3 separate regions of the Danio rerio genome follow, and regions 2 and 3 are each linked to region 1. Evidence: chromatin contacts called from public HiCAR-type data. All regions are on one chromosome and are shown on one strand. Each heading gives the region's core, a stretch centred on a gene start, on an enhancer-like site or on the middle of the called end of the contact. The rest is flanking DNA. Distances are from core to core; before and after follow the strand shown. Region 1 holds the start of trip6 (thyroid hormone receptor interactor 6). Region 2 holds the start of acadvl (acyl-CoA dehydrogenase very long chain). Region 3 holds the start of LOC110439932.

What was found. HiCAR-type assays count read pairs that join an accessible place to other places.
Region 2: a HiCAR-type map of caudal fin shows a contact between it and region 1, with 2.8 times the contacts expected there. The contact joins the promoter of acadvl here to the promoter of trip6 in region 1. A contact is called at or near these places in 1 of 18 Hi-C or Micro-C datasets (caudal fin) and 1 of 4 datasets of contacts at active chromatin or transcription factors (caudal fin).
Region 3: a contact with region 1 is called in a HiCAR-type map of caudal fin, with 4 times the contacts expected there. The contact joins the promoter of LOC110439932 here to the promoter of trip6 in region 1. A contact is called at or near these places in 3 of 18 Hi-C or Micro-C datasets (caudal fin, hematopoietic stem cells and an unstated tissue) and 1 of 4 datasets of contacts at active chromatin or transcription factors (caudal fin).

What each region holds. Positions count from the first base shown.
Region 1 is chr7:20,034,046-20,037,767 of GRCz12tu, forward strand. trip6 (thyroid hormone receptor interactor 6) reads right to left here and starts at 2,055. Exons shown (of 15, transcript XM_073908313.1): 1 at 1,997-2,055. It overlaps acap1 (ArfGAP with coiled-coil, ankyrin repeat and PH domains 1), which reads right to left. Exons shown (of 24, transcript NM_001080579.1): 24 at 2,723-3,440. The coding sequence ends at 3,346. slc16a13 (solute carrier family 16 member 13) reads left to right here. Exons shown (of 6, transcript XM_001920215.8): 6 at 1-282.
Region 2 is chr7:20,277,925-20,281,646 of GRCz12tu, forward strand. It overlaps acadvl (acyl-CoA dehydrogenase very long chain), which reads left to right and starts at 1,561. Exons shown (of 21, transcript NM_212611.1): 1 at 1,561-1,727; 2 at 1,846-1,998; 3 at 2,551-2,620. The coding sequence starts at 1,928. It overlaps LOC141375342 (a long non-coding RNA gene), which reads right to left. Exons shown (of 2, transcript XR_012383237.1): 2 at 1,632-3,722.
Region 3 is chr7:20,217,616-20,221,337 of GRCz12tu, forward strand. LOC110439932 reads right to left here and starts at 1,829. Exons shown (of 3, transcript XM_021477767.3): 1 at 1,777-1,829; 2 at 1,622-1,680; 3 at 1-1,461. The coding sequence starts at 1,799. It overlaps si:ch73-335l21.4, which reads right to left. Exons shown (of 2, transcript NM_001386727.1): 1 at 3,664-3,722; 2 at 2,699-3,345. The coding sequence ends at 3,284.

The sequences.
Region 1 (3,722 bases), core at 805-3,304:
TACAGTCTATCTCCAAATAACATTTAGCAACATTTCATCATCTGACCCTTTGAACTTTATAGCTTTACGCTGTGCAGGTTGACTTTTGATCTAATTTAAAGGTTGAAAAGACCTCACTGTGCGAGCCAATCGGGTAGTTTCACCTTTTAGCACAGTACCAGCCAACATCATGTGCCTGTTACGCTTTATTTTTCCAGGAAAGCACATAACAAGACAGCTGGGTTTTATTGGAACAATGTTTTAATGTCGTCAATAAAAATGCTATGTCTGTTTTCTACACTTTATTTTTTGTCTTGTCTTTTATTTTTGAGATAGGGGGCTTTTGTATTTTCAGCTTCTTCCTCTTTAGTCTCCAATGGAATTCCTCAGAGATTAGTCTGTGATGATGTCAACAATCTGAAACATTGTCAGTGTTAAAAATCTTTGTGTTACTTTTTCTCGATGTATAGAAAGTTTAAAAATTTTGTGGTTATTTGATTTATTTTCAAAATAGTAGCTCTACTGTCATTTTCTAACAGTTAAAGGTGCAGTAGGTGATCTGCCAGAATGCTAGCATTAGCATGATAGCTTAGAAATTTTACCTCCCTCCCCTGCCATCCAAAGCCATGACTTCATTAAGTCATGAACGCGCACCAGTTAGATATCACACTAGACCATGTCATTCACCAATTAGAAAACTCTATGGAGACTAGCTCTTTATTAAGCATAGTTATTGACAGTCCTCAAGAATCAAAATCAAACTTCACCTCAGCAAGGCTAGTTAGGTGGAAGAGCACTATTTACTTGTTTTGTTATTAGACTACATAAAAATTAGATCAGATAAAAGGAGTGCTAAAAACAGAAACACTTCCATGCATATAAACTCATTCATAAACAACAACACAGTCTACAAACTGTGACATATAGACAGTCTACATAAGTTTTGCGTGGCTAAAATAGTTTTAAAACATACTCGTCTTAAAGAAATACATCCGTGGTGTCACCCTTCAGATCATTGTTTTGAACTGCATAACGTCATTTCCCTCCAGCGTACAAAAGTAATTCCGATATTAATTCAGGGTTTAGAAAAGTTTTGATTCTGCATTTTTGGCAGAAGCCCTTTCAGAAACATTCTTTCTTTTCATTCATACAAGGCCACGTTGGTCTTTCAGAAAGAAGTTCAGGTTGATGCAGAGTTTGCCAGATGACGTCTCTCTGTTAGCTGTAGATTCTACACGTGTACGAGCGAGTGACATACGTCTGCTTAAAGAGGCTGCGCTAAAATTACAATTTGTTGACAGTTTGAGATACCTGTCTTAATTGAGATATTTGTCAGGCCGACATTTTGTATGTTGTGGCTGGAAGGGCATCCGCTGCGTAAAAACGTGCTGGATAAGTTGGTGGTTCATTCCACTGTGGCGACCCCAGATTAATAAAGGGACTAAGCCAACAAAAAAATGAATGAATGAATGAATACTGCATGGGTTTAAAAAGCTAAATTGTTTTCTGATATCTACATAGTAGGTTAAAGGCTTCGGTAAGCTCAAAAAATATACAGAAGCGGTTTAATAAGCTAATTAATTACTCAAAAAATGTCCAGAGAATCAGAAGGCCCATGATTGACCATATATGGCTCGTGTCGTGAATATTATTGAGCTCAGCTCTGACTTAGCAAACGCTCAGCAGGATGTACGCTGAACACGGACCGTTATAAACCCAATCAGAGTAAAGTTAACCTGTTTTGCTCTGGATAAAAGCTAACTAATAATAAAACTTGCTAACAGAGAGTGATAGAGATGTATCTTGTTGTATTTTTAAGCTATATTCAAAGAAAACACAGCCGAAACAGATGACAGTTGAGCTGAGTGATTTGACACGATTCACCAGTCTACAGTGTCTGTTGAAACAAACGCATTAAATTTCACAATAATCATGATAAATTACCAAAAGATGTAACAAAACATACCATATGGCTCTTTGGAGTGGAAATGAAAAATGTATAATCTGTAAATCTTGCCTTTTGCGTCCCTGAGGCCAGTTTTTAACGTGCCTCGTGCTGTTGTTGCCCAGTAACGCACAGTAAATAAACTGCCGCATGTTTTTAAAATAAAAGTCCCAGAAACGTAGTAGGTGAAAAGCACGCTTACAAATAACTAAGGGACGAAAATTTTCATTATTGTCTCACTAGAAACACAGATTTTCATAATAGGCCACCTTTAAAACAAACATGGGTTCTTGAAAGGACTTCAATTTAAAGTTTATGGTGTTAATTCAACAAATGTACTGTGCTGCTGTCAAAAACTGAACAAAAAAAATAGAATTTTTTTATTTAAAAACATTACATTTAAGTCTTGTAAAAAAAAAACAATGAAATAAAGCTCTTTTTATCAATATTTCAGAAACCCATTTAAATATTACTAGTATTGCATTCAACAAATTTCAATAAATTCCTTTGAACATGATTGTTTAAAATGGTCAACATTTTTAAGTGACATTCAAAACATCATTAATATGACATTTTTTTAATGTAAATAAGTACATGAATGAGTTTTATGGTGGTGCACATGCTAGTTGTGTGAATTACAGGATCTTGATCTAAAAATTGAATCTGATGTTCATGAATGTGTGGGAACCCTGACTACACTAAACATTTGAATGGTTTAGCATTCATATAAGTCATTGCAAAATCCTTGTTGTCCTAGTTGACCAGTGGCATAGCTTAAAAATACAAGTGAGTCATTTATTATATGAATCATTTATTTAGTTACATATTATACCATTTCATGGTATTTCAATTAACAATGTGGCGTACAAAATACACCAATTAACCAATTTCAAACATATTTTGGTCTTATATAAAGAAAAAAACTGAAATAAAATTATACTGGAGACCCAAGCAGACAGGGCTCTCTCACCCAAAGGAACATTTACATTCAAGTTGCAATAACACTGTGGCTCACAATATGGTGAATGAAAAGATGCGCATCAAATCATTTGAATAAGGTTAATTTCAATGCTGTTTAAATTAAAAACATACTCCACCATTTTTCTTAGCTTTGCTCCACTTGTTGCTTTCATCGCTTCTGATGTGTAAACTTACTCAAATGATGAAGGTCAAAGCGAAGTAGCCTAATAACGACTGTGCCTGAAAAAATAACTGACCTAAACTAAGCCTAAGCTGGGATAAATATGCTAAAACCCAGATATTTAGACCCACGCTCATGTAGGCCAGATAAACCAAATGAAGCAGCGTTTCATAAGAGGTGTTTACTGTGGAATGTGGGAACTTCATTGGGTCTGCTGGAGCCTACGTGTGTGTGTGTGTGTGTGTATTGATGAAACACTGACATCTGCTGCTCAGCCGCTTTATTTCATATCGGCACTACGGCGCTTCAGCTTCTCCGGGTTGTTGGAGGCCATTTGGGAGAAATCCCTGAAGATATCGTGATAGGTGTCATCACCTGCAGAACGAAATCATGGAGAAAGAGGTAAAGGGATTATTAGTTGAAGGTTGTCAAGGGAAAACCAAGCATAAGTCTGCAGACCAATCTTCCCGCCAAAACACATATGACGCATTACAATCATAGAGAGGGTAAACACAAAATGGAGAAATTTAAGAGACATGTTTGCTTTTTTTTACCTGAGCTACTTTTAATTTGAGAGCAGAGTTTTAGGACATTTTGATTAGAAATGGAAAGGATGCAAGGCAAATGTATGGAAGCCTAAAAGGGTCAGAATTCATC
Region 2 (3,722 bases), core at 311-2,810, 240 kb after region 1:
CGGAAAATAGCCAGAACGAATTTACCGTTTTTTGTAAATGGGCCTGTTCAGATACAGACCTTTTCGGAAAATTTCCGGTAATTTTCCGGAAAGGTCTGTATGTGTGAAAGGGGCTATAGTAACACGAATATTCATATCAACAAGACAGGACGTGTGCAAAGCAACTGGAATTAAAAGATCTGTTCAGCTTGCTGTGATCATAAATCATCATCAAATGTGATCAAGAATGAGTTTTACATGTTAAAAACGTTTTTTAAAACCGTGCACGTTTCTAATGAATTACAGTGATTTTACTGTCTTCATCACCACAGCCGCATGTCACCACAGTTACAAAAGAAAACGCTTCAGTCCCGGTTTGTGGCAATAAAAAATGTTTTTTTGTACATTAACATAGCAGATATCCATACAGGAGTGAATATTAATGTGTATCCTGTCACAATTGCTTAGTATCTGTGTGTGTGTGTGTACGTGAACTTTGTAACGACATTGTGTGTGACTCATCGTTGCAACTCCACCAAAAAAAAAAAAAAAAAATACATCAAATAATAATCGGGCAATATTTAATCTGTATGTATTTATCTGCTAATTTATAAAAATTACAATATTTTTTGCCTTAATAATAAACAAGACTGGTGAAGTCATTTTTTCTGTGAATGTATACCATGGGTGTGTTAGTTAACCCCTTCAATGTTATAATAAATGTTCATAAATCAAACGGTTATTTTTTAATATGTAGTAAGGGTTCACATAACAAAACAAAACTAATAAATTTCTTTGTGAACTGAACTGATACAAAGACTTTAGAATACTGAAGCTCATTGGTGGAACTCAAGGCTTTCCGCTCATTCTCCTATGGGTATGAATCACACAACACACAGTCTCACACACAAACACACACACATACACAGTAATTTCTGTCATTTGCCACTACGCTGACACATAGACATTTGTAGCTCCGCCCTCTTCTGAAAAGAGCACAATCTCATTTAAATTTAAAGCGACAGTCACCATAATTAGGATCTAAGCCTTAAAAGGTCTGTTTCAGGGAGCTAGAGAACATCATCTGTGTGCTATTTTAAGCTCTATATAAAAACTATACAGGAGGCAAATCATTCTGACTGTATACTTAATATAATTTAAGAATGTATTTTGAAGAAAGCTGAGAACTATTGACTTGTATAGCAAAAACTAAACAAGATATTTTAGAAAAATATTGAACAGTGGTAACCATTGACTTTTATAGTATTTGCTTTTCCTATACTATGCAAATCAATGATTACCCGTTTTCAACATTTTTCTAAATATCTTCTTTAGTTTTTTTTCTATGCAAGAATATCTTCAAGATTACTGATAGTGGAATGGTTGCTAAGCAACAGCTACAGACATCCTATGACAGACGTAAGGCTCAACCAATCAAAATGTGGCGGTATTGTAGCGCCTGTCCCGAAGTGTCTTTAAAAGCTGATCTGAGATCAGTGGTGTTACATGACTCTTCCTTCAGTGCTAACGTAAAAGATCTGTACTTCCGGTAGTCGGTAAGCAGCGCGGTGACTCAGGGAACGTCGTATCACAGGACTTTTCATATTTTGACTGCCATTTCATTTCAGTCTTTTGTATCAGAAGTGTTCGTGTGTCGCCACAATTGTGCACAGGAGGAGGGTCCTGGTCTGCGGTGGGAAGAGCCACAATCTAAAAGAGAAAAGTCACTCAAGGACGAAATAAAACAGGTTCTGCTGCATTGTAGGGCGCTCAGTCTTGACCAGAACCCATTCACCTCTTGCTGGACGTTGTTGTCCTTTTATTTATCAACGTTTCTTGACTTTTTAATTCGTATTCGATCCATAGGCAAGTTCCACACTTCCGGTTGAACGGAGATAAACAACGTTCGGCAAGAAAGAAGAATCTCGGCCTGCTCGTCATCATAATAATGCTGTTGCGTAAAGTTACGAGTCCTGCGATCTGCAGCTCCGTCCTCCGTCTGCAGCCGGCTATTACTGGGTGAGACTCACTGTTTTCATTCAGCTCGAGAAAGCTTATTGTGTTTAACGTTACTAAAAATATTATCACTATCTGTTTTCGTTAAGTGAGGGGGGGGAAATTATCGGATATACACGCCAACTAACTTAAATTTGAGGTTGACTGTCAAATAAAGTAGGTAATTTATAATGTATACAGTTGTCAACATTTGAAGTGGATCAAAACCTTTCATCGAAATTCTTCTAGTCCTATTGAACAACACTCATTTCTGTTTGTCAATTTGAAAATGTTTCGATTCACTTCAAATGTTGACTACTGTTTATATATACTACATAGCCTGTTAAGTAATTGTAAAATATATAAATAATATCAGCTAGCTTCATATAAACAAATGAAAACAAGCTGATTATTGATAAATGTTTATAAAATTATATTGAATCTCATATATAAGGATAGCAAAGCTAAAACATGAAAATACATTTATACATCATGTGATGTATGCTTAAAGGTAATTAAAAATACATTTGTCTGTCATTATGTAATAATTATGATTATGCTTGATCAAATTATCAGGGCACAGCGGCAATCTGGAGCACTTGTGGGAGTTCAGAATGTTCGTCTTTATGCGAGCCAAACTGCAGAGGTGAGACTCTTGGCTTCATGTCATTATTATTATGTATTTATAATTACTTTTTGTAACGTTGTTTTGTAAGTGGTTATATCACTTACATACTTTGTGAACTACTCTGGCCAATCCAATAAGGTCCCATGGAAAAAACAGGTGCTTGTTCTGAGACACCCAATAATATAAATCTGGAGTAAAGTTCACATCCAGTTCACATGACACACAGGCTTGGCAGTCTGTGTTTTACCATGCGGTCTTGTGTGTCACGTAAATATTATGGTTTAACTACAGCAAGTCTACGTGTTAGAAATTATAATTGGAGATGGAAGAGACATATATAGTTATTTAGGATTGATTCAGTATCAGTTTGTTTTGTAAGAAGACATTATTTGTTTTGTTTGTGTGAGTGAGGGCTTATCAGGGAAGGTTATGTGATCCTTGTCATTGCTCTTTGCTCTACTTGGCTGCCATTTTTTTTTTTTTTTGGCTTTTTGTGATGCCATGGAAATTGTCTGTCACTTTGTCACACTGTCCTTGAACCCAGTCAGAATAACTTAAGAAGTCCACACCAAATGTGAAACCTTCCTCGTTCTTTAGATTGCATGTACTTTCAATAAACTAGTGACCTAAGTCAGTGGTCCTCAAAGTTGAGGTAGGGAGACAATGACATGGAGGTCACTTGGTGATTTCCAAAAATCTAATTTATTTTATTAAACTATTATAAAGACCATATTTTATCCATAACCTACTGCAGTAAAAAATAGTAGTTACTAGTTATATTAAAAACATGCAAATAAAAAGCCATCAGCCATTCAATTCGACCCCTGGGATGATATTGTTTTATTAAAGACACAGTACATTGATTTTATAGCACCAGGTTAATCTTTCTGACACCTTTACAGCACTCGCGTACATTTAAAAATAAATACAGGCCACAACTGAACATGAAGGATGATCTCTGAGTAGCGTTCTTCAAAATTAAATGTCAATAGACTTGGGCCTATTGGTATGTGTGTGCCAGTGTGTAAGGTTTATATATTTATAATCGCCTCAGAGGATATTGGGGGTCACGAGTCACTGGCATTGTAATTTTGGGGGTTGCTGGCTAAATAGTTTGGGA
Region 3 (3,722 bases), core at 579-3,078, 180 kb after region 1:
AATGGGTTATACTTTGGCCTGAAGGATTCAGATCCGTCCTATGCCGCGTGCTATGCTGACTTGTCTTCATTAGTGAATCATTTGTGATGTCTGGTAGATTAACACTCTTATCACGTTCCAAAAATAACACAGTGTTCTTTGGAAACTGTATTTGGGAGGTCAAATACGTGCCTTGCATTGATGGTTTAGATAATGCAGAAAGCTGGCTTCGGATGTTATTCTCATCTGACAGAAATTGTTTGTAAGAAAGGACACCATTGGTTGTTGACGGGATGTCAACAGATAAACCTGAAGCCACTTCATCATACTTCTGAGTGTGACGTGTTTGAATAGGTTCAACATCCTGATAACTTTGTCCAATGTTTTGGTAACCATTTTGCGCAGAAGTCAATTGAATGTCCTTTAGGGTGTAGCTGTTTGTATAAGACTTCGTATTTCCATACTCTAAGCTGTTTTGTGGATTTGCTTGTGGAATGGTGACCCTTCTAGAATCTGAATGCTTCATCTGATCAGGCTCAGAGGAAAACATCACAAGTTTTTTTAAAGGAAAGATTAGGTCACCTCTATTTGAATTTGGCCTTTTTGCAACTAAAGGTATTAGTCTTGGAACTGTGGGAATCTTAGAAAGAGATGAATCTCTCACATTCCCCAGGGAAGTTTGAGAAAGGGCTGCAGTCCCAGCAGAAAAAACATGTGGCGATGATTTGTGCACTTGTTGATTTGCTTCTAGAAAAGATAAATCTTCTATAATTGGCATGACCCTCCTCGGCCCATTTTGATTGGATTGATCAAACATGGCATTTGCATCACTTTTGAACCTCATATTATGGTTTGCATTGGAGCTTCTGGACATGTAATTAGATGAGATTCTTTCAGCATGTGCTGGTTGGACGGAGATATCTTCCCTCAAATAGGGTTCATTGAGTCGTAATGGTTGTTGACTGCCTGAATGCATTTCTGATTTAGAAATAGGCTGATATCCAAATGTCTCAGATCTATACACATTTCCTGCATGCATTCTGTCCACCGGACCTTCTATCTTCACCAGCCTTAAGCCCAGATTTGTATCACTAGAGCTCCATTGGCTCCCTGTGAAGGGATTGAGTTCCTGTTGGACTGTTTGGAAAGCATAGCTTGTTTTGGCATCATGTCCTTTATTATATTTGACGCTAGACAAATCAACAGGATTATTTCTGCTGCTGGACAAGATCTTATTTTGGTAATTCATAACATATGCAGGATCTTTTGGTTCAGTAAGTCTAAAGCTTGGGTTTTTGGCATTGCCATCGCTTTTCTGACTGTATGGGGCTGAGTTGACTCTGGGCCACTGATATTTGCTGTTAAACTGTACTAAATTGTTTAGTAGAGTGCCTTTTATTGGCTTTTGGATGGAAGAATCAGCAATGTTGAAAACTTCCAGTGCTTGCAATTTGATCTTTGGTTCATTTCCAGCGATGTCTCCTAAATGGATTGGCAATAAACCAACAATACATTTAGTTATCAATATTATAAAATAAATATTCCTATCAGTTTTAATTTGACACTTTAGTTCATACTTTACACAAAAATACTTGATTTGACGCAACAAATTATTCCAATAATACTTGTAACCACATCTTACCAAAAGACAGTCCAGGAAAACACCCAACAACAGAGTGAGTCAAACAAACCAACAGCAATCTGTATAAAAACAGGTTCATTTTAAGATTTTACTTACATAACAACAGAACCAAACCTCTATAAACTGTTACACTGAAATGGAATGTAAATGCTTACCTCAGAAAGCAATGATGAGACATGTTTAAAGCTCTATAGTGCAAGTTTTTGTCACACCTGCTCAAAATGACCCTATTAATGTGGCCTTACCTGAAACACTGACATTGTTGATCAACTTTGTTCATCATAATGAGGCCCACCTGAATGCATTTAGAGCTAAGTGCATGCAGAATTGCCCATATGCTTATTTTTATTGATTTCAGTTGTGTACATTTGCACAGCGTCAAATAAAAATGAGCACTTTTTAACAGCTGTTCATTTACATGACAAAAACCGCTTATGGAGATGGTAAACTTTTGAAAATGCACTTTATGTGCAATAATATTTCAAATATATACTATGGTTGTTTTTGTGTACCAGACCCTGTTTTTTACTACAAGAAAATGGAGTTTATGCACGAGCATGTGTTCGGTTTATAGAGGTGTATGAGAACCTGACAACCAAACAAGAGTGTTTAGATTCATGGGAACAGGATATCACTTTTACATTTATCGGCATGTGGAGTAAAATATATAACTATTTATAATTAAATAAGGCATCATGGTAGCGCAGTGGGTAGCACAATTGCCTCACAGCATGAAGGTCGCTGATTCAAGCCCATGCTGGATCAGTTGGCATTTCTGTGTGTAGTTTGCATGTTCTCCTCGTGTTTGCGTGGGTTGCTCCTGTTTCACTTGACAAAGACATGCGGTACAGGTGAATTGAAAAAGCTAAATTGGCCGTAGTGTATGTGTGTGAATGAAAGAGTGTATGGGTGTTGAGTTGCAGCTGGACATTTGCGGTGTAAAACGTGTTGGATAAGTTGATGGTTTATTCCGCTGTGGTGACCCCAGATAAATAAAGAGACTCAGTCGAAAAGAAAATGAATGAATTAAGTAACTAATATAAAATTATTTATACACACACACGGTAAACTTGTATATGTAGTTTAAAAATATTTATTTGGTACAAATGTAGCATTATACAGTAATTCAATATTTTAACTTTATAAAAATCTAATATTAAAAAATCATTTGTGATCATGAAACGAGTTTAAAAATGACACATAATTTAGGCACAATCATTTGATACAAATGTAATACTGAAAAACTCCTTAATTAAACAAATTAAAAGATACAATAAATACAACATTTCATAACAATGAATTAGAATATTTTACATTTCAAGACAGAAAAGTCATTGGGAATGTGTTCCAGGATTTTGTAACAGCAAAAAGAGCACCACAAACACGTCTACTGGCAGTGTGGTTCATTTCAGCCAAAAATGATTTTAACATGTGCTGTTGCTGTGTTTATGGGTTGTTTTGCAACAACCTCACATGTCTGTTATGGTGACGAGTCACACCCAGCTACAAACAGCCCTCATGTGCCCGAAAGGCACTGACAGTCCCACTATACATTGTGCAAACATGCGGTCCACAGCTTCCCTTTCAGAGGTGAATTGGGAATGTGCAGTAATGAGTGTCTGAGGACAGCACTAGAGTCGGTCAGCAACTTGAAATTGTCATTCACATCATGTAGCAGGACATAACCGCCAGGTCCCTCAAGTCTGCATCACTTATAGTACAATCTGAAAAAAACAAAACAAAAACACATGACAATTAGTTCTTGATGCACTCAATTCAAGTACTAAATTGACAAGTTAACCCAAAAATTCACCTGCTAAACGATAAAAGTATATTTTGATAAACGCTGAAAACCTGTAGCCATTGGAAGTCATTAATGTTTACAGGTTTTCAGCCTTCTTTTAAATATGTTCAAGAAAGAAATACAAAATATTTTGGCACAAGTGAAGGAGGCTGAGTAAATGATTTTCATTTTTGTGTGAGATATACCCTTAAGCACATTAAAAGACACCTATAGCAGGTTATCGAGGTGAAATACTCACTTATGTTCCCGTCTCCGACAACTTTTTTCCACACTTTTTTTAAGCACTTCACCAGGTGT